Regions from separate parts of the Mus musculus genome. Here all the other regions are linked to region 1. The links are chromatin contacts, called in public HiChIP or PLAC-seq and promoter capture Hi-C maps. All regions are on one chromosome and are shown on one strand. The core of a region is the stretch at or near the end of the contact, and the rest is flanking DNA. Distances in the headings are between cores, read along the strand shown. Region 1 holds the start of Brf2 (BRF2, RNA polymerase III transcription initiation factor 50kDa subunit). Region 2 holds the start of Plpp5 (phospholipid phosphatase 5). Region 3 holds the start of Ddhd2 (DDHD domain containing 2). Region 4 holds the start of Letm2 (leucine zipper-EF-hand containing transmembrane protein 2). Region 5 holds the start of Ash2l (ASH2 like histone lysine methyltransferase complex subunit). Region 6 holds the start of Star (steroidogenic acute regulatory protein). Region 7 holds the start of Bag4 (BCL2-associated athanogene 4).

The links. Promoter capture Hi-C pulls out the DNA fragments that hold promoters and counts their contacts. HiChIP or PLAC-seq counts read pairs in DNA pulled down with a chosen protein or histone mark. Capture Hi-C pulls out chosen DNA fragments and counts their contacts.
Region 2: a promoter capture Hi-C map of pre-B cells shows a contact between it and region 1, with 5 times the contacts expected there. The contact joins the promoter of Plpp5 here to the promoter of Brf2 in region 1. A contact is called at or near these places in 2 of 39 promoter capture datasets (the HPC-7 cell line and pre-B cells), 1 of 115 datasets of contacts at active chromatin or transcription factors (stem cell-derived neural progenitor cells) and 1 of 9 other capture datasets (liver).
Region 3: an H3K4me3 HiChIP or PLAC-seq map of pro-B cells shows a contact between it and region 1, with 6 times the contacts expected there. The contact joins the promoter of Ddhd2 here to the promoter of Brf2 in region 1. A contact is called at or near these places in 4 of 39 promoter capture datasets (the 3T3-L1 cell line, hippocampal neurons, liver and 1 more), 3 of 115 datasets of contacts at active chromatin or transcription factors (pancreatic cancer cells, pro-B cells and stem cell-derived neural progenitor cells) and 2 of 9 other capture datasets (adipose tissue and liver).
Region 4: a contact with region 1 is called in a promoter capture Hi-C map of pre-B cells, with 7 times the contacts expected there. The contact joins the promoter of Letm2 here to the promoter of Brf2 in region 1. A contact is called at or near these places in 1 of 39 promoter capture datasets (pre-B cells), 1 of 484 Hi-C or Micro-C datasets (B cells) and 3 of 115 datasets of contacts at active chromatin or transcription factors (double positive thymocytes, large pre-B cells and pancreatic cancer cells).
Region 5: an H3K27ac HiChIP or PLAC-seq map of embryonic stem cells shows a contact between it and region 1, with 2.6 times the contacts expected there. The contact joins the promoter of Ash2l here to the promoter of Brf2 in region 1. A contact is called at or near these places in 4 of 39 promoter capture datasets (the 3T3-L1 cell line, embryonic stem cells, liver and 1 more), 1 of 484 Hi-C or Micro-C datasets (B cells), 1 of 115 datasets of contacts at active chromatin or transcription factors (embryonic stem cells) and 1 of 9 other capture datasets (liver).
Region 6: a promoter capture Hi-C map of adipose tissue shows a contact between it and region 1, with 3 times the contacts expected there. The contact joins the promoter of Star here to the promoter of Brf2 in region 1. A contact is called at or near these places in 3 of 39 promoter capture datasets (the C10 cell line, liver and pre-B cells) and 1 of 9 other capture datasets (adipose tissue).
Region 7: a promoter capture Hi-C map of liver shows a contact between it and region 1, with 2.5 times the contacts expected there. The contact joins the promoter of Bag4 here to the promoter of Brf2 in region 1. A contact is called at or near these places in 5 of 39 promoter capture datasets (the 3T3-L1 cell line, HPC-7-derived erythroid cells, hippocampal neurons and 2 more), 1 of 115 datasets of contacts at active chromatin or transcription factors (embryonic forebrain) and 3 of 9 other capture datasets (adipose tissue, liver and macrophages).

Annotation. Positions count from the first base shown.
Region 1 is chr8:27,127,067-27,130,246 of GRCm38.p6, forward strand. It overlaps Brf2 (BRF2, RNA polymerase III transcription initiation factor 50kDa subunit), which reads right to left and starts at 1,566. Exons shown (of 4, transcript NM_025686.2): 1 at 1,355-1,566; 2 at 394-453. The coding sequence starts at 1,508.
Region 2 is chr8:25,718,744-25,721,958 of GRCm38.p6, forward strand. Plpp5 (phospholipid phosphatase 5) reads left to right here and starts at 1,305. Exons shown (of 7, transcript NM_028000.1): 1 at 1,305-1,408; 2 at 1,524-1,632; 3 at 1,812-1,902; 4 at 2,431-2,494; 5 at 2,919-3,043. The coding sequence starts at 1,347. It overlaps Nsd3 (nuclear receptor binding SET domain protein 3), which reads left to right. Exons shown (of 23, transcript NM_001081269.2): 23 at 1-924.
Region 3 is chr8:25,752,395-25,755,900 of GRCm38.p6, forward strand. Ddhd2 (DDHD domain containing 2) reads right to left here and starts at 1,886. Exons shown (of 18, transcript NM_028102.1): 1 at 1,792-1,886; 2 at 554-779. The coding sequence starts at 773. Gm17484 (predicted gene, 17484) reads left to right here and starts at 2,086. Exons shown (of 2, transcript NR_154462.1): 1 at 2,086-2,325.
Region 4 is chr8:25,596,056-25,599,506 of GRCm38.p6, forward strand. It overlaps Letm2 (leucine zipper-EF-hand containing transmembrane protein 2), which reads right to left and starts at 1,441. Exons shown (of 11, transcript NM_001364069.1): 1 at 1,220-1,441; 2 at 307-390. The coding sequence starts at 353. It overlaps D830025C05Rik (a long non-coding RNA gene), which reads left to right and starts at 428. Exons shown (of 1, transcript XR_003947362.1): 1 at 428-3,152.
Region 5 is chr8:25,838,867-25,842,097 of GRCm38.p6, forward strand. Ash2l (ASH2 like histone lysine methyltransferase complex subunit) reads right to left here and starts at 1,921. Exons shown (of 16, transcript NM_011791.3): 1 at 1,716-1,921; 2 at 1,146-1,209; 3 at 877-1,022. The coding sequence starts at 1,891.
Region 6 is chr8:25,806,500-25,810,001 of GRCm38.p6, forward strand. It overlaps Star (steroidogenic acute regulatory protein), which reads left to right and starts at 1,975. Exons shown (of 7, transcript NM_011485.5): 1 at 1,975-2,133; 2 at 2,957-3,067; 3 at 3,308-3,435. The coding sequence starts at 2,070. RefSeq lists promoters at 481-2,037, 1,008-2,008, 1,748-2,020, 1,906-2,008 and an enhancer at 1,915-1,949.
Region 7 is chr8:25,783,889-25,787,242 of GRCm38.p6, forward strand. It overlaps Bag4 (BCL2-associated athanogene 4), which reads right to left and starts at 1,321. Exons shown (of 5, transcript NM_026121.3): 1 at 1,011-1,321. The coding sequence starts at 1,283. Lsm1 (LSM1 homolog, mRNA degradation associated) reads left to right here and starts at 1,703. Exons shown (of 4, transcript NM_026032.1): 1 at 1,703-1,829. The coding sequence starts at 1,784.

The sequences.
Region 1 (3,180 bases), core at 316-2,815:
GGGGAGGGTATGGGGGACTTTTGGGATAGCATTAGAAATGTAATTGAGGAAAATACGTAATAAAAAAATATATTTAAAAAAGAAAAGAAAAGAAAAAAAAAGGTTGATGCTCTGGGCTGGAGAGATGGCTCAGCAGTTAAAAGGCACTATTGCTCTTGTAGACGACCTGGGGTTTGCTTCCCAGCATCCACAGGGCTGCTCACGACCATCTATAACTGCAATTCCAGATGATCCAACCCCCTCTTCTAACTCCATGGGCACCAGGCATGCACATGCTGCACACACACACATACATGCAGTAAGAACACCCATACACATAATATCAAAACATTAAACAGTGACATAAATAAAAGCAAAGCTGAAATTTAAGGGGGAAAAAAGTTTGATTCTCACCTCGTTGCTGGCAGCGACTAACTTGTTCGTTTTCCCCAGTGCTTCGAGAATATGTCACTTCTGTAAAATAGCAAACAACAAATTACCCAGCTGGCCTTCGTTCACCTCCTCCTTGCCCTCTGACTGCATAAGGCCAGGGAGATTTCAAATGACTGTGTATCTACTTCTACCTCAGAGAAGATACCCATCTATGTAAAAGTAATAGGACAGAACTGTATTTTTAAAAGCTGCACTGGCAATTCTGATTTTCCAATAATTTCTCTGATACATTCACTTTTGAGGGCTGCATTAGCCAAGGGCTAGAGCAGTGGTTCTCAACCTTCCTAATGCTGCCACCCTTTAATACAGTTCCTCACGTTGTGGTGACCCCCAACCTTAACATTATTTTCGTTGCTACTTCATAACTGTAATTTTGTAATGGTTACACGAAGATTGCATTAGCTACAGAAAAAAAAGAGAATTATGAATTGCATTATGAATCATAATGTAAACCGCCTATATGCAGGATGGTCTTAGGGGACTCCTGTGAAAGATTCTGTGGACACCACGGCGGTCACCACCCACCGGTTGAGAACCGCTGTACTAGAGCAATGGCGTGGAACGCAGAGGAGAGCAAGTTGCCAATTAGTGCTAAAACCTGCTAGGAGATGATGGTTCGTGTTGTTATTTTCAAATAATTTACCGGCACTCCTTCAACACTGACTAGGTCTGACAAGACGAATGAAACCTTTATCGTTTCGTTCATTCACCAACCAATATACCCACCCAATGCCAGACACCGTTGTAGGTACTGGGAAATCAGATGGATCGCACCCTCCTCCAGCTCATCTGTTTACTTAAGCCCAATTCTCTCACATTTAACTGTGCGCATGGCCAAGAAAGGGAGGAGGCTGGAAAGAGGGAGCTGGGTTTAAGGACTCCACCGCCCAAGGCTGGCGATCCCCGGGTTCAAGACCAGTACCCCTGAAGTTGCCCTCGTCGCTAAAGGTGGTAGTTAGGACCCCTTCGGTGACCACGCAGCCGCAGTCGGAGCACACCAGCTGGCTCTGAGAATAATGCGAATCTTCCACGAGCTCGGAGGAGCCGCAATCCGGGCAGCGGCTTCCGTTCGGCATCTCGTCGGTCGGTCCAGGGCTGCGGTACCGCCGTCAGGCACAAACTCCCAGAGAACTTGTAACTGGGCAGCGGCAATAAAGTGGAGGGGCGCTTATTCCGGATGCACCATCCTCCTCCGGCCAGCTGGCCAATCGGCTGGCAGTTTGCTCCTCCCCTCGGCAGTACGCCACTTCCGATCCCTTCTGTGGACTCGGGTAGAAACCTGAGTTAGAAAGGGAGGTTCCTGGATTTAACTGTTTCTCAGGCTCTCTGGGTTTTTGTGGTTAGGCCACGTGGGGAGTTGACACAAACCACAGATGTGGAATTGTTGTCTGCAAAACACTATTTTTTAAAATATATTATCCAATTTATAATTTATTTTTTAGCCTATCATGCTTATGTAGCCCAGGCTGACCTAAAATACTGATCCTCCTGCCTCTGCCTACTACATGCTGGGATTACAGGCTTGTATTACCATGCCTGATTTAACTCCCTTCAAAAAAGTGGAACCAGTTTTTTCCTTTCTATGTAGTAAGGAACGTTAAGTTTGACCGTAGTAGAAAATAGATCACTCTGCAGTGAGAGAGCAGTAAATTGTGTTGTACTCTACGGACCTCCCCACACTAAGTTGCCGTCTCTCTTTCAAAGTCTCTCTTGTTGTTGTTGTTTTCCAACATATTTCTTTAATCCTAGCATTTAGGAGGTAGAGATTGAGCCAAGCCTGGTGTACATAATGAGTTCAGTCCAGTCAGAGCAACTTAATAAGAACATGTCTCTAAATAAATACAATAAGATGAACTAAAATCTTGAGTGGTAGATTTAAATATCTTCAGAGAATAGCATGAAAAACCATAGTTCTCTCCTCAAAGAGGATGTACAAGAGTTTATGCTAGAGCCAAAAAGGAGGACTTGAGCCCAGGAACAGATAGATACAAGTTTCTCCAAATAACACATAGAACTGTTAAGTGGTTACATGAAGATTGCATTAGATTTAGAACAAAGAGAGCCATATATCATACGATAGGGACCACTGGTAATAACATTACAGAATATGGGGAAACCCTTTCCATGGGTTTCAGATGCTATCTTCTGAATTGATGGAGGCTAGGAGTTGGTAAGAATGCATTTTAAATTGTCGGATTTTATTGTTGGTTTGATTTGGGTGTTTTGTTTTGTTTTGTACTTTAAGACAAGAGTCACTGTATATCTCTGGCTGTCTTGGAACTCATTATATATACCAGGATAGTCTTAAACTCACAGAAATCTGCCTCTCTCTACCTTCTGAGTGCTAGGATTAAAGACATTTGCTACTACATCTGGCCTTCAAACACACACATACACACACACACACACACACACACACCTCCTCTCTCCCCTTCAACTTTTGGCAAACTGGAAGCTACAGGCCGACTCAGACATGTTTAAAACCTTGAACTTTGAGCTATCCACGTGGCACGTGCCTTTAATTCTGACACTCAGAAGGCAGAGGCAGGCAGGTTTCTTTGAGTCCAAGGGCAATTTGATGTACAGAGTGAGTGCCTGGCCAGCTAGGGCTAGCTAGACCCTCTCTTAATTTTTTTTTAAGAGAGAAAAGGGGAAAACAATCTTGTATTGAACTTTAATATAACTCGCCTGTTGCCCCAGCACTTGGAAAGTAAAGGCAGGAAATCAAGAGTTAAAAGCAAGGGGCTG
Region 2 (3,215 bases), core at 55-2,554, 1.4 Mb before region 1:
ATAGAAGTTGCCAAAGTCAGTATTCGGTCCTTGGTTTTCTTGTGACTTCACTGCGTCCGTTAAGGGACGAGAAGCCTTCCTTACCTGCTGACTGAGCCTTGCTCTGTGCAGATGGCTTTCAAGTATCTGCCATTTTGCCTCAACAGGGAATTCTTGTCAGTTAAAGGGAATGAGGGAATTACACTTTTGTTATCAATTAACATCTCATTTTTTGTACCCTATGGTAAGTAACTGTATTGCCGCTAATAACCAAGTTGCTAACTGATTACAGCTGGCTAAAAAGTTCTTTTTATATACAAAGATTTGTGTATTTTCAACTGCTATGGCAAATTCATTTGTGTCCATTTAAATATTACACAATAAACACATATCTGCAGATCCCACCCTCACCTTGTGTTCTTTGAATAAAGTTCTTGATAGATTGTTTACATCTGTATTTACCTGTAATGAACGCTGTAGACCTGTGAAATATCAAAGTGTCAACATCCATTAGTCAGTCTCTTTAGTTTCTGTGACTTGGCGCTCCTAACACTAAGGGGTTAGTGTTAATGTTCCCCAGGGGTATTCTACTAGGGCATTACTGTTTAATGACTTCAAAATATAGTTTAAGGATTTTGTTTATTGACCAATGTCTTATTGCAAAGTATGAGCCTACCATCTTAGTTAACCTGTACATATCTGTTAACTAGTGTAGTGTATGTGAGATTGCCTGTAACATTTGAGCTTCTTACTGATGTGTGCTGGTGGGACAGGTTTTGTACATTGTATTTACTGGAATCCTGCCTTTTTAACTTACAGATACTTTAGAATTCAAATATGTTTTCTGCTTCTGTAAGAATGTGGGAAAGCTTTTAATGGCATTCCATTGATTTCAGGTCTTGCTTGAGGTTGACTTTAATAAATTGTCCTGTATGGTCTACTTAAGAATATGGGCTGGTTCTTTACCTGTAATTTCATGGTACAGTTTACTGGGAAATGAGACACAAAAATACAACCACTCACCCTCAGCCCAGTTTTTTCCCTTCGAAATGCTCCAAAGACATAGTTTCTTTAAAGTGGGCTTTCTGGTTTGCTTTTGTAGAGGAAGCATCTCTGGAGAATGACGTTCCTTTTCTTGTCCTATAAGCTGATCTGGGTGGTTGGTGAAGGACACATTGCTTTGAGACCCAAAGGTGATCTGTTAGGTGGTACTCATAACACAGCAAATGAGCTCTGAATTTCCTGTAGCCCGGAGGCCCCGCTGGTAGTCAGTCCCCGCGGAGTTCGCTAGGTGGCGCTGGACACCGGGCGGGCGGAACCACGGCGCGCCGGGGCCACGTCAGCGTCTGATCCGCACGTATGGCGGGATGGGGACGGCGGCCCTGGGAGCCGAGCTGGGCGTGCGGGTCCTGCTCTTTGTGGCTTTCCTGTAAGGATCTGTCAACGCTCCCAGGCGTCCCTGGGCGCTCGCACTTCCTAAGCGGCTCGGGGCGGCAGGTTCTTCCGCCGAGGTAGCCTGTCAATCTTCCCCGTTTCCTCCCCAGGGTGACCGAGCTGCTCCCTCCCTTCCAGCGGCGGATCCAGCCCGAGGAGCTGTGGCTCTACAGGAACCCGTACGTGGAGGCGGAATACTTCCCCACCGGCCGCATGTTTGTGCGTGAGCTGCCCTCCCGCCCTCCTCCGCTGGCAGGGACTCCTCCCCTGCCTTGAGTTCCAGGGCTAGGGCGAGGCGTCTGGTGGGCAATCTGAGCCCCGATCTTGGTTAGTGCGCGGCAGCTGGTGCTTTAGGCCAGGAGGGACTTGGTTTTACCGACCCTGTGTTTTACCTTCAGGTCATTGCCTTTCTCACTCCACTGTCCCTGATCTTCCTCGCCAAGTTTCTAAGGAAAGCTGACGCTACCGACAGCAAGCAAGCCTGCCTCGGTAAGTCGCCCTTGTTCCAGTTGTTCCTGTCTTAGTGTTGGCAAGTAGCTATGGGGTTCAGCTACTCTGTACCCCTAAAGTATGTCTTTTTACCCCATGAGACCAAAAAGCAGTACTGATGAGAATGTGCTTAATAACACAGGCGCCACACAGGTGTTCCTTTTTGTTTGTTTGTTTTTTCGAGACAGGGTTTCTCTGTGTAGCCCTGTCTGTCCTGGAACTCACTTTGTAGACCAGGCTGGCCTTGAACTCAGAAATCCACCTGCCTCTGCCTCCCAAGTGCTGGGATTAAAGGCGTGTGCCACCACGCCCGGCCAGGTGTTCCTTATTAACACAGACACCACACAGGTGTTCCCTATTAACACAGGTGCCACATAGGTGTTCCTCAGTGCTCCACTTCTCTGCCCCTAGGCCGTTTGGGTTTTTATTCTGGTTGGGTTCTATCTCAAAGCAATGAAGGCTCTACTCATGAGGTGGTGGCTTACTCTTCTCCAAGCAGATGGCACTAACGGCTTCTTTGCTTTCCAGCTGCCAGCCTTGCCCTAGCTCTGAATGGTGTCTTTACCAACATAATCAAACTGATAGTGGGCAGGTAAGTGAGAAGCCTTGGCACTCAAACCTCCCTGAGCGCCCCCCACACACACACCACCACATTCTCAAGCAGTGTTTACCCGGATTCTCAGACTAGTCTCTCCTTTCTCACCAGAACTCCCTCTCCCTGCCCTCTGCCTGTTCCAAGTGTACCACCTGGTCTGCGTCCTGTCCTGAGTATTTCCCACAGCGACCACCTTTATGTACCTAAAGCTGCAGTATGACTAGCTGCTCTGTGCTAAGATACAATCATATGCTAGAGACTTTCTTGAACATTGGCCGCGTGGCTAAGGCCTTTTTCTCAGTATAAACACTAATCTCACCCCATTACATTATTTTGCCTATGACATTAGTGGTCAACAGATTATTGACATCTACTATTACTGAAAAATACTTCCTGAGAGAGTAAATTATATTTCTTCCAGGCCCCGCCCAGACTTCTTCTACCGCTGCTTCCCTGATGGGCTGGCCCATTCTGATCTGACGTGCACGGGGGACGAGGATGTGGTGAACGAGGGCCGAAAGAGCTTCCCCAGTGGACATTCTTCCTGTATGAGTTTCATGGGAACTACTTAAATACTTACATGTCCATGTTCCGCTCTTTGTGTGTGTGTGTGTGTGTGTACACCTGTACATGTACGTGTGCACACGCAAATGGTATAGGGGCTGGAAGAAGGTGTGTGATCCCCTGGAGGTGGGGTCAGACCAGTGTGAGTGCCACG
Region 3 (3,506 bases), core at 636-3,135, 1.4 Mb before region 1:
GCTCCACTTGGCTACATCAGAAACAGAATTTGGTTCCTAGGTTTTTTTTTTTTTCACTCATCCTTTTTCTTTTTTTTTGCTCATATTTTTTTCATGAGTAATTTTTAGTATTTCAAACCAATTATATTTTAATGAAAAAAGCAAATACTAGCTGAACATTTTTCCTCTTCTAAGACAATAATGCCTCTTATACACACTTATACACACACACTCACAGTCTCATACAGATACATACATAGATTTTTTCTGAAGTTTTTACTTGGATTAAAGGCAAATTAATAGCAATTATGATATATCCTCACTAACACTTTGTTACATGAGAACAAAAGCGACATGTTAGCTCAGTCTGCAATGTGACGACTCTACACACAAACTTTCTGACTAAAAAGTCAAACACAAGCTAGAATAGAGAAAAATACTTGATAACTATGCAGAAATTTAATACAGTTTTAAAAGGATGAAAATGGTGTAATTCTGAAATTTCATGTTAGTGGCTATCACAGTAGAGGATATTACTTGTTAGTTTTTATTAGAGTCATCAGTTTCTTCCTACCAGAGCCATATGCGTCTTCCAGCTGCTGTGAATCCTCAGAGTTGAAAGGAATCCAGAGCTCCTTGGAATCTAGTACCTTACAATAAAACCAATGTGGAGAAACGGGTTCATAGGAACTACTGGCGTCCATGTCTATGAGTTCGAAGGAACTACAAGAGTTCGGGGATGGGGACGGATCTGACTGAGACAGCTGCTCCTGGTGTGATTCCCCCGATGACATTTCGCTCTAGAAGACAAAATAAAAAAAACTATCAGGAGAATTATTTTGCATCTATTAACACTGTAATGTTCATATGCTCAATAACCATTTTTGGAAGCTGTTCTTGAAAACAGCAATATTTAAAAGCTACATAATTTTTATACACACACAATTATTTGGGGAGAGAAACAAAATGTTCAGCTCCATCATTCTATACTGAGCTTCCAATTCTCCTTAGAAAACTAAAAAATGTCTAATCATACAACAAGCTCTTTAGAAAACCCAGAAATGTCAAGAAACACACGGTCAAAACTGATTGCAACAGGGTGTTTTACCACAATTTTCACAATAAAAGTAGCAGCACCAGCGAAGGCTGGAAATTTCCTACCTCCAGGTGTGCACACTACAAACCATTTAGTGTGTCAGACAGTAATAACAGGTAGGTTTAAGGCCCCAGGCTCTATTGTACATTTCTAATTACACACACATTTACATAACTATTGGAATCTTACTATACAGAAAACAGAACTAATCGCTTAAGAACCATTTTGGCTGATCCTCCCAGTGTGCTTCAATACGGGCTCTGGTACATTTAACGCCCAAACAGAAACTTTGCCTGCAGGCTATAGCTGCGCATCGACCCACCGAGACGCAGAGCCAGAGTTTCGGATGAAAAGTGACAAATGACCTCAACTGCCCCCGGGGCGATGGATGTCGGGCGAGTTCCCACCGACCCCAGCACTAAAGCACCCGGCGGACTAGCGCTGCAGACATAGAAGCAGAACCCAAAAGCCCAGGACGGGAGATGGACGAGCGGCATCGCTGCACCGGGCACGGTCGGACCGCACAGCTCAGGAACCAACACTCCCCGGGCCTCCCCGTTATCCTCCCGAGACCTCGGCCTGCTCCCGCCGCCAGCTCGGGGCTCCGAGTTCGGGATCTAGGAGAGCAGCCGAGCCGTCCACGGATGCCCCGGGATACCGTGCACACTGGAGCCTCTCCACCCCCGGCTCGCCCCGGCCCAGGCTCCCGCGCGGACCTGGACTCGCTCGTCCACACCGCCGCTCGCGCTCTCAGCCCTCGCGGAGGGAGCCCGGGCCACATCGCCGCTGCAGCCTACCTCCCAAGCCGGGCGGGGCGGACGGGCGGAGCCTGCGGCCGCGCCCCAATCCCCACACCGCGGGCTCCTCAGCGCTCCAGCGGAGGAGAGCAGTGCGCCCGCGGAGGCTGCGCTCCCGGTGAGAGCCGGAGGCGCAGAAAGATCCTCCGAAGTGTCGCGAGATGTGCGGTGAGGACTGGGGGACTCGCGCGAGACCTGGCTCCTCCTGCGGGCAGACGTCGGGCGCCGGGCACGCGCCGGGCACGCGCTAGGGGCGTGGGGGACACGCACGGGAGGCCTTGCCTGCGCTGAGGCTTTGAAGGAGGAAAATCGGACCTTCTGACCCCTCATGGGTCCCGGCAACCCCGGTGGGCAGGACTGGGGTGACTGAAGGCTCTGTCTGTCTGTCTGTCCTCCATTCCCTCCCTCTATTTGGATTGAGAGGCTGTCAAAGTTATCCCTAAAGCCTAAGAGGTGAGTCTGACAGAATACGGATGCTGTAAGAGGCAGCAAATGAGGTTTTTGTTTGTTGGCTTTTTTGTTTTTTGTTTTTGACCTAGTTGATGTAGGGTGATGGCGGTGGCTATTCACGTAAGCCCAGCGCTCTGGAGACTGGCAGGGCTAGAGATGCGGATTGTCGCTGGAGCGCCTGACTAGCAGGTGCCACGGGAAGGAAAGACAAGAGGCTTTGCTGGTTTCTAACTTGATTATAAGACAAGGCTTCGAGATTTTTTTTTTCCCCCAGAAACTGAGAAGGAACAAAACGTGGACTTTTTTTTTTTTTAAAAAAACCACATAGTCTCTGCAAGTCAACACCTACACACCAATATCTGCACGTTAATGTAACACCATTTTTTGTGTGATTTTTTTTGTTGTTGTTTTGTGATGGCCTTGCTATGAAGCCCCATATTGGTCTCCGACCTTTAAAAATTACTACATTTATATATTTGTCTGTGTGTGTGTGTTAGGGTTTCTGTTCCTGCACAAACATCATGACGAAAAAGCAAGTTGGGGAGGAAAGGGTTTATTCAGCTTACATTTCCACATTGCTGTTCATCACCAAAGGAAGTCAGGACTGGAACCCAAGCAGGTCAGGAAGCAGGAGCTGATGCAGAGGCCATGGTGGGATGTTCTTTACTGGCTTGCCTCACCTGGCTTGCTCAGCCTGCTCTCTTATAGAACCCAAGACTACCCGCCAGGGATGGTCCCACCCACAAGGGGCCTTTCCCCCTTGATCACTAATTGAGAAAATGCCTTACAGCTGGATCTCACTGAGGCATTTCCTCAAGGGAGGCTACTCTCTCTGTGACAACTCCAGCCTATGTCAAGTTGACACACAAAACCAGCCAATGCAGTGTGTGTGTGTGTGTCATGTATGTGCTGCTTCATGTGTAGAATTCAGAGAATAACTTTCAGGTATCAGCTCTCCTTTCACTGTAGGGGTCCTGGGAATCAAACTCATGCCTTGTCCCAAGGGATTGTGCGTGCAGTCACGCTAGGCCACACTGGAAACCCTCCCCCCATTTGGGGGGCAGGAGCAGGGTGTCCTTAACACTGATATTTTAAAACATTTTAGATTTATTTTACTATGTGTGTATATAATGTGTGTGTCTGGTGCCTGTGGAGGTCAGGAGGCAGCAGATCCCCTGGAACTG
Region 4 (3,451 bases), core at 191-2,690, 1.5 Mb before region 1:
TTACATTCTAAAGCAGTTCAAATTAAAATATGTTCTTCCTTGAAATGTATTGAAAACTCAGCAAGGTTTTCTGTACTAAGCCAATCTTTTTGTTTTGTTGGTTACTTCCTTTATTTATTTATGTATATTTTTGAGACGGTCTTGATATGTAGCCCAGGCTGGCCTTGAACTCAGAGACCAGCCTGCCTCTGTCTCCTGAGTGCTGGGACTAAACGCATTTGTCACCACGTCTTTTACAACACATGTTTTTCATATAGATGCATGAGTTTATATACATTTTTTTTTGTGGGAAACTCCAAGCCTTACCTTGTCCAGAAAATAGCTAAGAATGAATTATAACTGTAGAAGGCCATGTTTATTTTTTTTGTTTCAACTAACCAACACAGAGACCTAGGCAAAAGAAGCAAACAATTTAGTATTTTAAAAAGGAATCAATTAAACATGAGAATTTAGGTGGTTTTTTTTTTTTTTTAAGAAAAACTAAGGCAAAGAGAGAGATTTGCATATTCAAGGTGTAAAATTTCCTTCAAGTTCATTTACAAAAGCCTCAGTATTTTCTTAGCTCTGGATTTGAAAATGGTACTTTTTCGATCCAAACACACAGAAATGGGTTCTAAGAAGATGATCCTGAAGACGATGTGGCCTCCAAAGGCTTTTTTTTTTTTAATTTTTTAAATTTCTGGTCAATAGTGTCTAATAATCTGCTGCGACGGTTAAAAGGAGAAAGACATCTTTATCTGTAACCAGAAAATACAAGTAGAAAGTAAGCACCCTGGATTCATTTACCACCAACCCAAAAGTCTAAAAGTTCTCACTAATTTCATGTGGGAACAGCGAAGACATAATGGTATCTACTAAAGGCTCAAGCGCAGATGCAGAATCTCCAGAGTCCGAACTAAGCTCTGTACCTTTAACTAAAACCGTTCTCCACCCCGAGCCGCTTCTCAGCTACTGGCATAACACTGCGATCTCGCAATCGTGCCGGAAGGAGGTTCCCCAGGCCCTCAACCCCACCCTATGGAAACCTCAGCTAAAAAGTAAACATCGCGAACCGGGCACAGCACCTCGGAAACCAGCCCCACCGCGGACAGCGCTCCTCCGGAGGGAGGCCGGGCCTGTTGCGGAGGCTCCCCAGCCCTTGGCCCCGGGGCTACGGGCCACTCCCAGGCAGTCTGCCCGGCGTTTCGGGGGAACCCCACGCCCAGCGCTGCGGGGTTACCTCTGCACCCCGCGCTCGCCGCACCGGTGCAAAAGGCGCCCTCGGCTCTCGGCCGGTAGTCTCCGCGGAAAGTGGGGAGGACTGCGGTGGGTCTGGGGATTGTTGGAGTGGGGTCAGGTACACCGTAGGGGAGAATGTCCAAAGTTTAGGGGAGAGATCGGGGTTGACGGGAGACGCCGAGGGAGCCCTTGTCCGCTGCGAGGTGACTAAGGCCCCAACCCTACCTTCCCAATTCCTCCCCGCCCCCACGCTAAAGGGGCCGGAAGCCCAGTCTCCATGGTTCCACCTCCTGCGCCTCGCCCTGTGACGTCACTCCGAGTGACGCCACTACCATCCAATGAGCTCTCAAATCCTGGGACTGGCTCGCGTCCTTCACGGCAGCCGCGCGGAAGGCAACAAGGTCCCCCGCACGAGCCCGCGAAGTCACTTCTGGGTCGGAGTTAGTTGAGGCAGCGTCTGTACTACAGGACCAAAGCTGCGTCCCCCCCCCCCCCCTGCCTGCCCACATTCTGTAGTCTAGCCAACTCCTCGAGAACTCCTTGAATGGAGGCCCTACCAGAGTAAGGTCTGATAGTAGCCTTTGTAACCCAAATTGGAGTCACTGATGACATCACTTTGATGATTCCGTTCCTCACCCTTTAGTCTCCGAAACTGCCTAGAGGTCTTGGGTTGGCGAAGGAGGTTGTGAGGTCCTGGTGGCAGAGGGGCAGCACTGAGAAAAAAAAAAAAAAAAAAAAAAAAAACCTTTCTTCTGCGGGGTCGAAGGCTGGAATGCTTCTGAAATCTTCATACGGAATTTGATTTTTCTCTTTAAAAAATGGTTTCATGTTGTCGCTTATCATTAGTTGTGTAGAAATCTCAACATTCAAAAATATATTCTAGAGTACTTGTTAAATAAGATAGGCATTGTGGGTTTGAGGACGTTTACGTTCCTAGGGCGGGCAACTAGCCATCTTGGGAAAGTTAAAGTTCTGAAAGCATTCTTGTTCCTATTTATCTGTTTTTTTTTTTTTCAATTTCTTTTTATTTTGCGGGGTTCTTATGTAACACGGGCTGGGCTGGAACTCAATAGGTAGTAGCAGAAAGTGGTCTTGAACCCTTGAACCACCTGCCTGCCTCCCCAGTGCTTAGTTACAAGTGTGTACCACTGCAGCCATCTTTGACTCTATATTTTAGTTTGCTTGCTTATTTATTTATTTAGAGACAGGGTTTCACGATGTAGGCCTGGCTGGCCCAGAACTCGTTATGTAGACCAGGCTTGCCTTGAACTCACAGAGATTCATTTGCCTGGTCCTCTAAATTGCTCAGATTTAAATGTGTGCACCACCATGCCTGGCTCGAGCTTTCTTCAACTTTTCTGAGAACTCTGATGATAAAATTATGAGCTGTACAAAATAGAATAAGTTTTGAGGGCTGGGCATGGTAGTGCATGCCTTTTATGCCAGTACTTAATAGACAAGACTGGCAGATCTGTGTGAGCTCAAGGTCACTCTGGTCTACAAAGTGAGTTCCAAGACAGCCAGGGCTACACAGTGGGATCCTGTTTCAAAAGAACTAAAAAAGAAAAGAAAAAAAGAAATGGAGGCCGTTTTTAATCCTAAAAAAAAAAAAAAAAAAAAAAGTATATTTCAACTAACCGAATGGACTACTTAAAATAAGCAAAACTTTTCAGTTTGGCCACTAGGGGTCCCTTTGTGCATGTCAGGCAATTTTCCACTAGGGGTTCTGTTTCACAGTCTGATCATAAAGAATTGAAATTTACAAAACTTAACTCCTCCTTCCCCGCCTTGAGACAGGGTCTCACCATGTAGCCCTGGCTGGCCTGGAACTCACTGTGTAGACCAGGCTAGTCTCGAACTCACTGAGATCCTCCTGGCTCCTGATTAAAGAGCTTATTATGTCCCATAATAAAGAGATTATGTCCCATGCTAAAGCTTCCCTCTCCTTGTTTTCTCGCTCTGATAATTCCAAGCTCTACAGTAATTATTTTAATATTTGTCAAATGCAAAAACATTCTTATCATTTTACAATGAAATATCTTATGGAAAAATTCTTATCCATGAATTATATTCACTTACAAGCAGGTACAGTAAAATGTATTATTTAAAAGCCAGATGAACTATCCCATACCCAGTATTTGAAACATAAAGAAGATTTTTTAATCTGGTCACAAGTTAACAATCCAGTTCTTTTAAGAAGGGTTGGGGGGATAAGAACCCTGATGAGACCCAT
Region 5 (3,231 bases), core at 671-3,170, 1.3 Mb before region 1:
TGACCACCCAGGGCTTTGCACGCAGCAGGCAAGTACACCACGACTCAACACCACACCTTCAAATGTTACTGACAACAGGTCTTGCCCACTGTAAATACCAAGCCCAGAACACACAGAATACATTATCGCAAACTTAATTACATAATCTCTTCTAATTGCACAGACTCCTTCCCAATCAGCCTGTAAGGTCAAAAGCAAGGACGATGCCCACACTCATACCTAATAGCACTCTCACCTCAATACTTCAGAACATGCCAAAGGAATGCAAGCAACTCCTCAGTCAGCATCTGGTCACTGGATAGGGTTAGAGTGAGCACAAAATACTACCTACTGACTTTTTTTCGGTATATTTAAAAATACTTCTCAATTGTCTTGAGATTGAAATATGATTACAGGGCTGGTGAGATGGCTCAGCAGTTAAGAGCACTGACTGCTCTTCCAAAGGTCCTGAGTTCAAATCCCAACCACATGGTGGCTCACAACCACTCCTAACAAAAATCTGACACCCTCTTCTGGTGTGTCTGAAGACAGCTACAGTGTACACATATAATAAATCTTTGGGCTGTTGTGAGCAGAGTTGGAGCAAGCAGGGCTAGAGCGGGCAGAGGTCCTGAGTTCAATTTCCAGAAACCACATGATGGCTCACAACCATTTGTATAGCTACAGTGTACTCATATACATAAAATAAATAAATTAATTAAAAAAAAAGAAATATGATTACATAATTTCCCCTTCCACCCCAGAACTGGGGTTCCTTGAGCTGCCATGTGAATACTGGGAATCAAGCCCAAACCCCTGAAAGGGTAACTAGTGATCTAAAATGCTAAGCCATCTCTCCAGGATCATGCTGTCTAGAAGGCCATGAAATGTACTCACGACGTGTCTATTCCAAAGGTGTCAGCGGTGAACCATTTTGTACATATCCCACACTGCAACTCCACTTCTCCCAACTGCCGCCCATTCTCCTCATCCACAGAGCCCGCCTGGGTATCCATCACTTCTGAAGTGTCTCCGGTACCTTCCTGGAGCCACAGGGCAATAAGAGAATCAAATGGCCTGACTACTTTTTAAAAAAAAAAAAATAGATTAAACATTTTAAAACCAAATCTAGTTCGCCTTCCAAAGGCCTCAGAGGAAATACTTACCAAAGTATCTTTTCCATTAGAAGATTCTGTCTCCAGACCACTTACATCAACCAAGTTTGCATCCCTATAATGAAAAGACAAACATCAAAATGGCCTTTCCTAAACAGAAAAACACAATGGTCCAAATACGGAGGGTATATCTTTTTCATGTCCTGAACGGGATGCCCACGAGAGAACAATCCTGAGTATTAGGAGGGAGGTTGTCAAGCAAGACAAATGTGTTCGCGGCCCAGGGATTCCTAGTGCACTGGGCTAACGACGGGAGGCTGCCGTCCTCAGTGCTTTCAGGACCAAGCATTGCAAGAGGGATCAGCGAGGTCTTCCGGGGCGCTAGAGGGGGAAACGCTCTTGGCTCACACTGGTGCTGATGGGAGCCGAGGAGCCGAGGAGCGGCTTGGAGTCCACAAGCAAGCAGCCAGCGGGGTTGCGGAGGGTACCGGGTGGGCGGGCGGGCCGAGCCGTTGGCTGCGGGACCTGGATCCGGAGGGCGACACCGGGCGGCGCGAGCCGCGGGCTTCCACGAGGGGCGGGCCCTCGCGCGTCCCCGGGGCTGCGAGTGGATTGCCTTACCCACTTTCGGCCTCTCCGGAGCTGGGCTCCGCTCCCGGGGCGGCTGACGGCCCCTCGCCAGCCCCCGCGGCCACCGGCTCTGTCTCTCGGTCCTCCGCCGTTGTGGCACTTGCAGCGGCTCCGGGACCAGGGCCGGCGCTGACTCCCGGACCAGGACCCGCTCCAGCCGCCGCCATCGCTGCTCCTTCCCAAGCTCTCGCGAGAATATATCTATGCGGCGAGTTGCCGCCACGCACGGCGCTCTTAAAGTGGGAAAGACCTTTTGTTGGGGGGCCCGCCACTTACTTGGGAAGGACGCACTTTGAGTCCGCCGCTTTAAGGCCAGAAAAAAAAAAAAAAAGAAAGGAAGAAAGAAAAAGGCAGGGCGCAACTCGGATTGCCCAGGTTTGAAGGGAGCCACTTAGGAGGTCTGTCCTTTGCTTTCCTCTTGGGACTTGAATTATTCAAAACGCCTGCTCATAGTCGTGGCTAAGAGTGGAAATCACGGCACATATGAGGATGTGAGAGACTCCCCTTTACACTGTGCGGAGCAGGCGATCATACTAAAACCCTAAAACGTAGGAAACTTCCAAACAACAACAAAGGAGCACTCTGGCTCACACCTGCCGGGAGCGTCTGTAACTGCGTAGCTGGCCGCCAGAAGCCCCGTTTCCAGGCGGCTTTTGGAGAGACTAGAGGTCTGATTCCAGAGAGCCCGAGGTAGTTGTGGGTGGAAAAGACGTTAGGAAAAGAAACATCTGGCCAGAGGAGGCTAGAAGTGCTGTGCGCTCGAGGAACACGAATTGCTAGTTCACGGAGGGAAGTAGAGCTCCAGGCGAGAGTGCTAGCAGAGGACAGAATTCAGCAAGGTTTGGGCCTTAGCGAGAAGGGCAGAAACGAGTAAGAAAGGGATGTCTGCTGGTAGCTAAACCCCTGGACTGAGTGCAAGCATATGGGTGGGCTCTAAACCCTAGCAAAATAGAAACTGCCGCCTCACCCCCATCCTCCGCGTGTGTGTGCGCTTTACGGATGTGTGCGCATGTATGTGGCATAGTGCACTGGACAGGTGAGAGGACAATATGGTGAGAAGAGCTTTCTTTCCCTCCACTATGTGAGTTCTAGGAATCTAGCTCAGGCTTGGCAAGCAAGTGCCGCCTTTGCCCACTGGGCCATCTCACGGACCATAAATTTGCTGTTTTAAAACAAACACACTTAGGGATTAGAGATCATTGATACTTTGCAGTTGTTAGGAGAAAGTGCCGCCATGACCAAAAATATCTTAAGCAAGGGGAGGGGGGATCTTGGTTGAGGGGGGTTCAAAGAGATAAGAATCCATGATGGTGGGGAGATAAGGCAGCAAGGATCTGAAATGGTGACTATCAGACAAGGCTGAGAGCTCGAATTCTCTATCAGAATCACCAAGCAGACAGGGAGAACTTCAAGGAAGCGGCTTCACTTTTTTCGTGTAAGCTTGCCCCCAGTGACTTACCTCCACCAGCAAACGTTCACCTCCCAAGCCTCCCTAGACATCATAACA
Region 6 (3,502 bases), core at 725-3,224, 1.3 Mb before region 1:
GTGCACCCTCAGCCTAGGGAGGAGCAGGCTTCTGTCTTCTCTGGGAGCCTGGGAGCTGGAAGGAACACCAGTGAGGGAGTTTCCTGAACCAAAGGTGTGTGCCCGTGTCCCTTGCTGCTTCCCTAAGTAAGGCCCCAACAGAGGAACAAGAACACTGTCCTCATAGGAACTGAGTGCTGGAGCCAACAAGTTTGAGAGGGAAGTAGTCAGTACCTGTGGGAATTAATCCCAAAGAAAAAGATATGGCAGACCATGTCTATAGGCAGGAAAATCAGAATTTCATGGCTTGTCTGAGATACCTAGCAAGTTCAAGGACAGACCAGGTTAGACTTTTTTTTTAAAGAATTATTTATTTTATGAGTACACCGTACTTCAGACACAGCAGAAGAGGGCATCAGATCCCATTACAGATGGATGTAAGCTACCATCTGGTTGCTGGGAATTGCACTCAGGACCTCTGAAAGAGCAGTCAGTGGACTTAACTGCTGAGTCATCTCTCCAGCCCAACACGTTTGTCTTAATCCCACAAAAGAGGCAAGAACTAGGTTACGCCTCTCCAGTGGACACTGATTGGGAGGGTGTGCACTAGGGGGACAAGCTACTAGAAACCTGTAATGGACAAAGTGAGCCCTGGCACAAGAGTAGGCCTTTGGGATTAGACCTTGGAGCCTTAGATGCCTCATGACAGTAGCTCCCACAAGGCCTCTCATACAAACTCAACAGGACAGAAATGTAGGCTGTATCCATATATAACCATTTATCCAGTTGCCTTGAAGGAGTCTTGTCCTGCCTTGGGACAGTAATGACAAGGTTCAAAAGTATCCTGCTGGCGGCAGGGTCTGGTGCAGAGCAAATCTAATGAGACTTTACTGATGACATTCATGACATATGAATTTGGTTTAAAAGTAGCCTCAAAGGTACTTGGAAAGAAGAGATCTTGGCAGGGCAGGGCTGGGTGGTAGAGCTTTTCCCTGCCTGGTGTGTCTGGGAGCAACTGAGGCAATTAATTCTAAGGTTCCCTGGATCTGCCCAGTACCACAGGGATCACATACCTGCAGGGACTGACAACAGTCAATGTCCAAATGATTTGTGTTTCTCACCTTTGTGCACAGGTCAGGACCTGTAGCAGGGCAGGCCAGCCTTAGCTGCATGAGGAAAGGGTGAGCTTGCAGGGTGGAACCCAGGCCTAAGTTACTCTCTGCCTTGAGAGCTTACTGGGTGGGTCATCTCATTTCCAGAGAGTTCCCAGAATGAGAAGTTAGAGTGGAGTTGGTATCAATGGGTGAGCAAATAAATGAAAACTGAACACATGGGGTGCTCAGGAGGCCCCACATAGAAGGAACCAAGGCCAGCTAGAGGACTTGAGCTATTGTCCTATATTGCCCTAGCCCTGACACTGGCATCCTGTTTGTCTTTGAGCCAGCCATTGATACCCTCCAGACCTGATGGACGGTCTTGCAGGTTTTGTTTGTTTGTTTGTCTGTTTGTTTGTTCTTTTGAGACAGGGTCATTCTGTGTAGCCCTTGTTGTCCTAAACCTTACTATATAGACCAGGCTGGGCTTGAACTCACCAGAGATCTACTTGCCTCTGCCAGGGAGAGTATGTGCCACCATGCCTACCTCTGGTCTTGTTGCAAGAACTCACTCTTTGACTCTTTTACCCTGGCTCCCTCTCTTGGCCAGAGCTTCTATATACTTTTTGATGCACCTCAGTTACTGGGCATTTAAGCGGAGGACAGGGCTTGAAGTCTACATTTACAACTTTAGAGAAGCTATATATACATATCCTCTGCCCCATCTCCGTGACCCCTGCTTTCCCCTACCTGCAGAGTCTGGTCCTCCCTTTACACAGTCTGCTCCCTCCCACCTTGGCCAGCACTGCAGGATGAGGCAATCATTCCATCCTTGACCCTCTGCACAATGACTGATGACTTTTTTATCTCAAGTGATGATGCACAGCCTTCCACGGGAAGCATTTAAGGCAGCGCACTTGATCTGCGCCACAGCTGCAGGACTCAGGACCTTGAAAGGCTCAGGAAGAACAACCCTTGAGCACCTCAGCACTCAGCATGTTCCTCGCTACGTTCAAGCTGTGTGCTGGAAGCTCCTATAGACATATGCGGAATATGAAAGGTGAGTCTGGGTTGGGGAGGAGGGATGAGAGCTTGCCAAAAGCCTGTAGGCAACATAGTTTTGTGGGAAAGCTCTTGGGCAGGGGAATAGGCCACCTCAGCTTCGATCCCAGCTATGCCTCTTAACTGGGGGAGCCTGGGTAAAGCCCTTCTTCTCTGGACCTCAGGTTTTCACCTAAAAAATTGGCCTGGCTACTAAGGTGCCACCTCTCATCCAAATTCTGTAATTTCTAGTTTCTACTCTAAGGCCCTAGTTGTTCTGGAGCTAGTACTGATGTTGCCTCCCTTCACGAGTGGATTAAGTCTGTACCAAGGGTCCCAGGCAAGTCTTTGCCATAGTGGTAGAGAAATACAGAAGCTAGTCCTTACTCTAAGCAGTGCCTGGCAAGTCCGAGACACTGTCTGGGAAGAAGAGCAGAAGACAGGAGAGTTGAGCAGCAGAAGTACAAGGCAAAGGATGGTGGGGGTGACTCTTGTCCCTGGGTAGCTGGTTGTCCCTTGGTAGGGCAACCCTCAGGAGACGGAGTACATCCTACTCAATATCCAGGGGCTACCCAAGCGGCCCAGGGAAACTTCTGTGGCCAGGTAGGGCCAGGTCTGACCAGCCCACCCCTATTTTCCATGATGGAAAAGAGATCTGGGCCCTGGAAGTTCGAGAGAAAGTTTAACACTGAACTTGAGAGTTAGAGATGTGGCTGGAGTTTGAGTCCCTGCTGGGATCTGTGTCCCTGGGCCGGTTTGCTCATCTGTGATGAGTGGACAGAACTGTCCCTCTCCCAGAGATTGCCTAGCTACTTGACAAATGTTTCTTTCCCTCCCTGCAGGATTAAGGCACCAAGCTGTGCTGGCCATTGGCCAAGAGCTCAACTGGAGAGCACTGGGGGATTCCAGTCCCGGGTGGATGGGTCAAGTTCGACGTCGGAGCTCTCTGCTTGGTAAATAAATATTGGGGCTTTCTGAGCTTCTGCCAGTGATGGGTCTTAGGGTGCATGAGGCCTGTCCCCTACCTGTAGTTACCTAACTCCTGTGTCTACCTTGACCTGCAAGCAGAGCCCTATGGCTATGATCGTGTCTCTTCTGAAGGCTGAACACATTCAGAGGGCAGAGGGATGAGAGCTGTGGATTGGCTAGGACCATTGTACCCACGTTTTCTTTTTCCTTGGCTATGTATGCAGGTTCTCAACTGGAAGCAACACTCTATAGTGACCAGGAGCTGTCCTACATCCAGCAGGGAGAGGTGGCTATGCAGAAGGCCTTGGGCATACTCAACAACCAGGAAGGCTGGAAGAAGGAAAGCCAGCAGGTAAGTAAAGGCAGCTGTGAGAAGCCTGCAGTTACTGATGGTCCCACTACCATGCTCAAAGCCTGCC
Region 7 (3,354 bases), core at 71-2,570, 1.3 Mb before region 1:
CCTCAAACTCAGAAATCCGGCTGCCTCCCAAGTGTTGGGATCAAAGGCATGCGCCGCCACCACCAGCAGACTTTTTTTTTGTCGTTTTTTGTTTTTTCAGCCCTTGTTTTCTATTTCTTGAGTATACTTACAAGTAGACCTGCTAGATCATAAATTAACTCTCTGTCAGAAGTTTTAGGAACGACCCAGCTATTTTCCAAAGCACTGTACTATTTTACAATCCCGTCGTGGATATGTGAGAATTTTATAATTAATTTTCTGCAAGTAAGAATGTTACAAAGGCCAAAAGATGTGTGCCACCATCCTAGAATGATAGCCCCATACGAAGATAAAATAGAAACACACTTTTGGCATGTATGCAAGCAACAAAATGTTACAGGTCCAAACATACTAAGCAAGTCGGTCTCTCAGAGCCTTCTCCATTCAAAAATTGGGAAGCATTAATAACATCTGTCTTGCAGTCTTGCGATGATTAAATAGAACATTAAGGTACTTTGCAACATTGATCCCTCCTGATTCAATTCCAGGCAAAGCTTTAGTGATAAGGAACTAAGTGATCAGCCCGCCCCGTTTCGATCCCTTCCCCGTGGGAGGGGCTGCTGAGTAAGGGCTGGGGCTGCAGCTCCCCGAGCCACGCAGGATAAATTGTTACAGCCCAATCACGCTAACCTACGCTCTCGGGAAAGAGATCCTGCAGCCTGCTACTAAGCTTAGGAAGTCAGCGCAGAATATTTTTTCGTTTTTTTTTTTCGTGGTTAACAAGAACACTTATGATGGCTGAAGTTAAAAAAAAAAGCAAAAACAAACAAACAAACAAACAAAACGAAGGGACAAATGGAACCCAAGCCTAGCTCCCCTCGCATCTCTGGTCCTCGTCTCTGCACCGTCCCCAAAAGAAGAACAAATCAGAGACCCGAGTCCTAACAGACCCTAAGTATAAAACCCCCAAATGTCCTCACCTCTGCCCAAGACTTCCCGACTGGAGCCCCGGAAAAGACTTCGAAGCTTACCTGGTGGCCTCCCCCGGCTCTGCTCGCTTCTGCCCAGGCGCCTCCCGAGGGGTAGTAGCCATCGCCACCTGCGCCTTCGCCCGGCCAGGTGGTCTCGGCCGGGGCGCCCCCGCGCCCTCGCCAGGAAACCGGAGGCTGGGGAGGCTCCGGACGAAGAGGGGGGTATAAGGGCGGAGGTACGTGCACCGGGACATCGCCTCCCCCGGGCCCGTAGTAGCGGCCGTAAGAAGGGCCGTCACTGGGGCCGTAGCCCGAGCGCCTCAGGGCCGACATGGGCTCCGCTGCCGCGAAGCGCTTCCCGCCCCCCACGACCGTCCCATTGCGCAGGCGCCTGCGGGAGGCCGCTATTGGCGAGCGGCGGAGGGGGATAGGACGGCTACAGCCAATCCCGAGCCGGTCCCGCCCCTTGCACGCCGAGCGCGGAACGGTCATGGACGGTACGGGTCAATCCGGGCCTCGGGTCGGGAAAGCGAGGCGAGGGGCAGCGCTCGTCACGCGTGAGGAAACGCCTATCCTCCGCCCTTCCGACCTGGACTTCACTGCACTGACTGGAGGGGAAGAGAACGTGGTCGGCCACCGACTGGCAACACGCCCGGCACGCCTCTTTCGGCGGACGGGCAGGCGATACCGGAAGTGGGTGGGGTCACCTGAAACGCTTCCGGCGACTAGCGGTGTCTGAGCTGCAGGTGAGCGGCCGGTTCCCGTCCGCGTCCCGCCGACGGGCGACTGGACGCCCTCGCGGCCGTCCGGTGCAGCCTTGCGAGAGCTCAAACATGAACTATATGCCCGGCACCGCCAGCCTCATCGAGGACATCGACAGTGAGTACCTAACCTCTCCCTCGGGGGAAGCCTGGTGTGGGACCCCTTTTCGAGTGGGCGTCCCTCGACAAGGGCCCAGAGAGTGATCTCTGGGCCCGGGCGGGGTGGTTCTGCCTTCACAGCCTCGGACGGAGCCTTTTCCCAAGCTGCCTTCTCTGTCCTTGAGCGGGTAACACCTCCCCGCCCCCCGCCCCCCAAGCTGTGAAACGCCTTCCGAGGGGCGCAGCATCCGACTTGGGAACGTGAAGGGCAGAGCACGCGAAGGAAGTCGCCTGAGCCACTTCGCGTTCCCAAGTCGGATGCTGCGCCCCTCGTAAGGCGTTTGACAGTGAATGGATGGAGATTGCTTCTAGAAAGGACTCACCAGACCCGACAACAGCAGTTGAATTTAATTAGCAGAGAACGTAGGCTTTCTGTTGTATAGCCACTAGCACTCTCCTTTTTCTGTAAGGGTCATTAGCACTTTCAGATTAAAGTTGTAGAGACAGGTGCCGGACGTAATAACGGGATTTTCTGCGAATGCTAAGTCACTTCAAACTTACTCTTTTCTGTTTGACAGTTTTGCTTTTACTAAAAGGAGGTTAGTCCTGTAAAAATAAAGAGGTTACAATTTCGGTTTTAAAAGGTTTAATTTATTGTGTATTTATGTCTCGTCTACATGTAATTAAACCACGGGCATATTGGTATCCACGAAGCCAGATGACTTTCTCTTCTTGGGATCCTCTGGAATTGGAGTTATGGACCGAGTTACAGAGTCACAGTGTGGGTGCTGAGAAAGGAACTCAGATCTTCTGCAAGAGCAACACGTGCTCTTCTGAACCATCTCTCCAGCCTCCACTTTCATTCCCCCGCCCCGAATTCTTACCTGTGTATGATTCCTTGAATATAACTTTTTTTTTTTTTTGGTTTTTCGAGACAGGGTTTCTCTGTATAGCCCTGGCTGATCTGGAACTCACCTTGTACACCAGGCTGGCCTGGAACTCAGAAATCTTCCTGCCTTTGCCTCCCAAGTGCTGGGATGAATATAACTTTTAAAGCAGCATTAAAAAAACAAACAAACAAACAAAAAAAAAAAACCGCTGTATATGAGCATGTATGTATGTGCATTGCGAGCTTGCCTGGTGCTGGAGAGAACAGAAGAGGGTACTGGGTCCTCTGGAAGACCAGACAATACTCTTTAGCACTGAGCCATCTCTCAGGTCTATAATCAGCATTTTAAAATCATTTTAATACTGTGACTTTTCAAAAGCAAAATGATTTACAACTTCAAACAAGTAAAAATGTTTTGTGTGAGTTTGCAAATTAGAGAGCAGCTGTGATTATATAGACTGGGATAAACATATTAAAGTTTGCTCATATATTACAGGTATAGATATTAATATATATTTATATGTGTATTATAGCTGCATACACATATACACTACTTTATAAGCCTATCTATGAAGTGTGATGAAATACTCTTAGTGGAACTTTTTGCCTTCACCTTTCCTTAGATACGTGAATTACCGAAGCTTCTAACAACAAG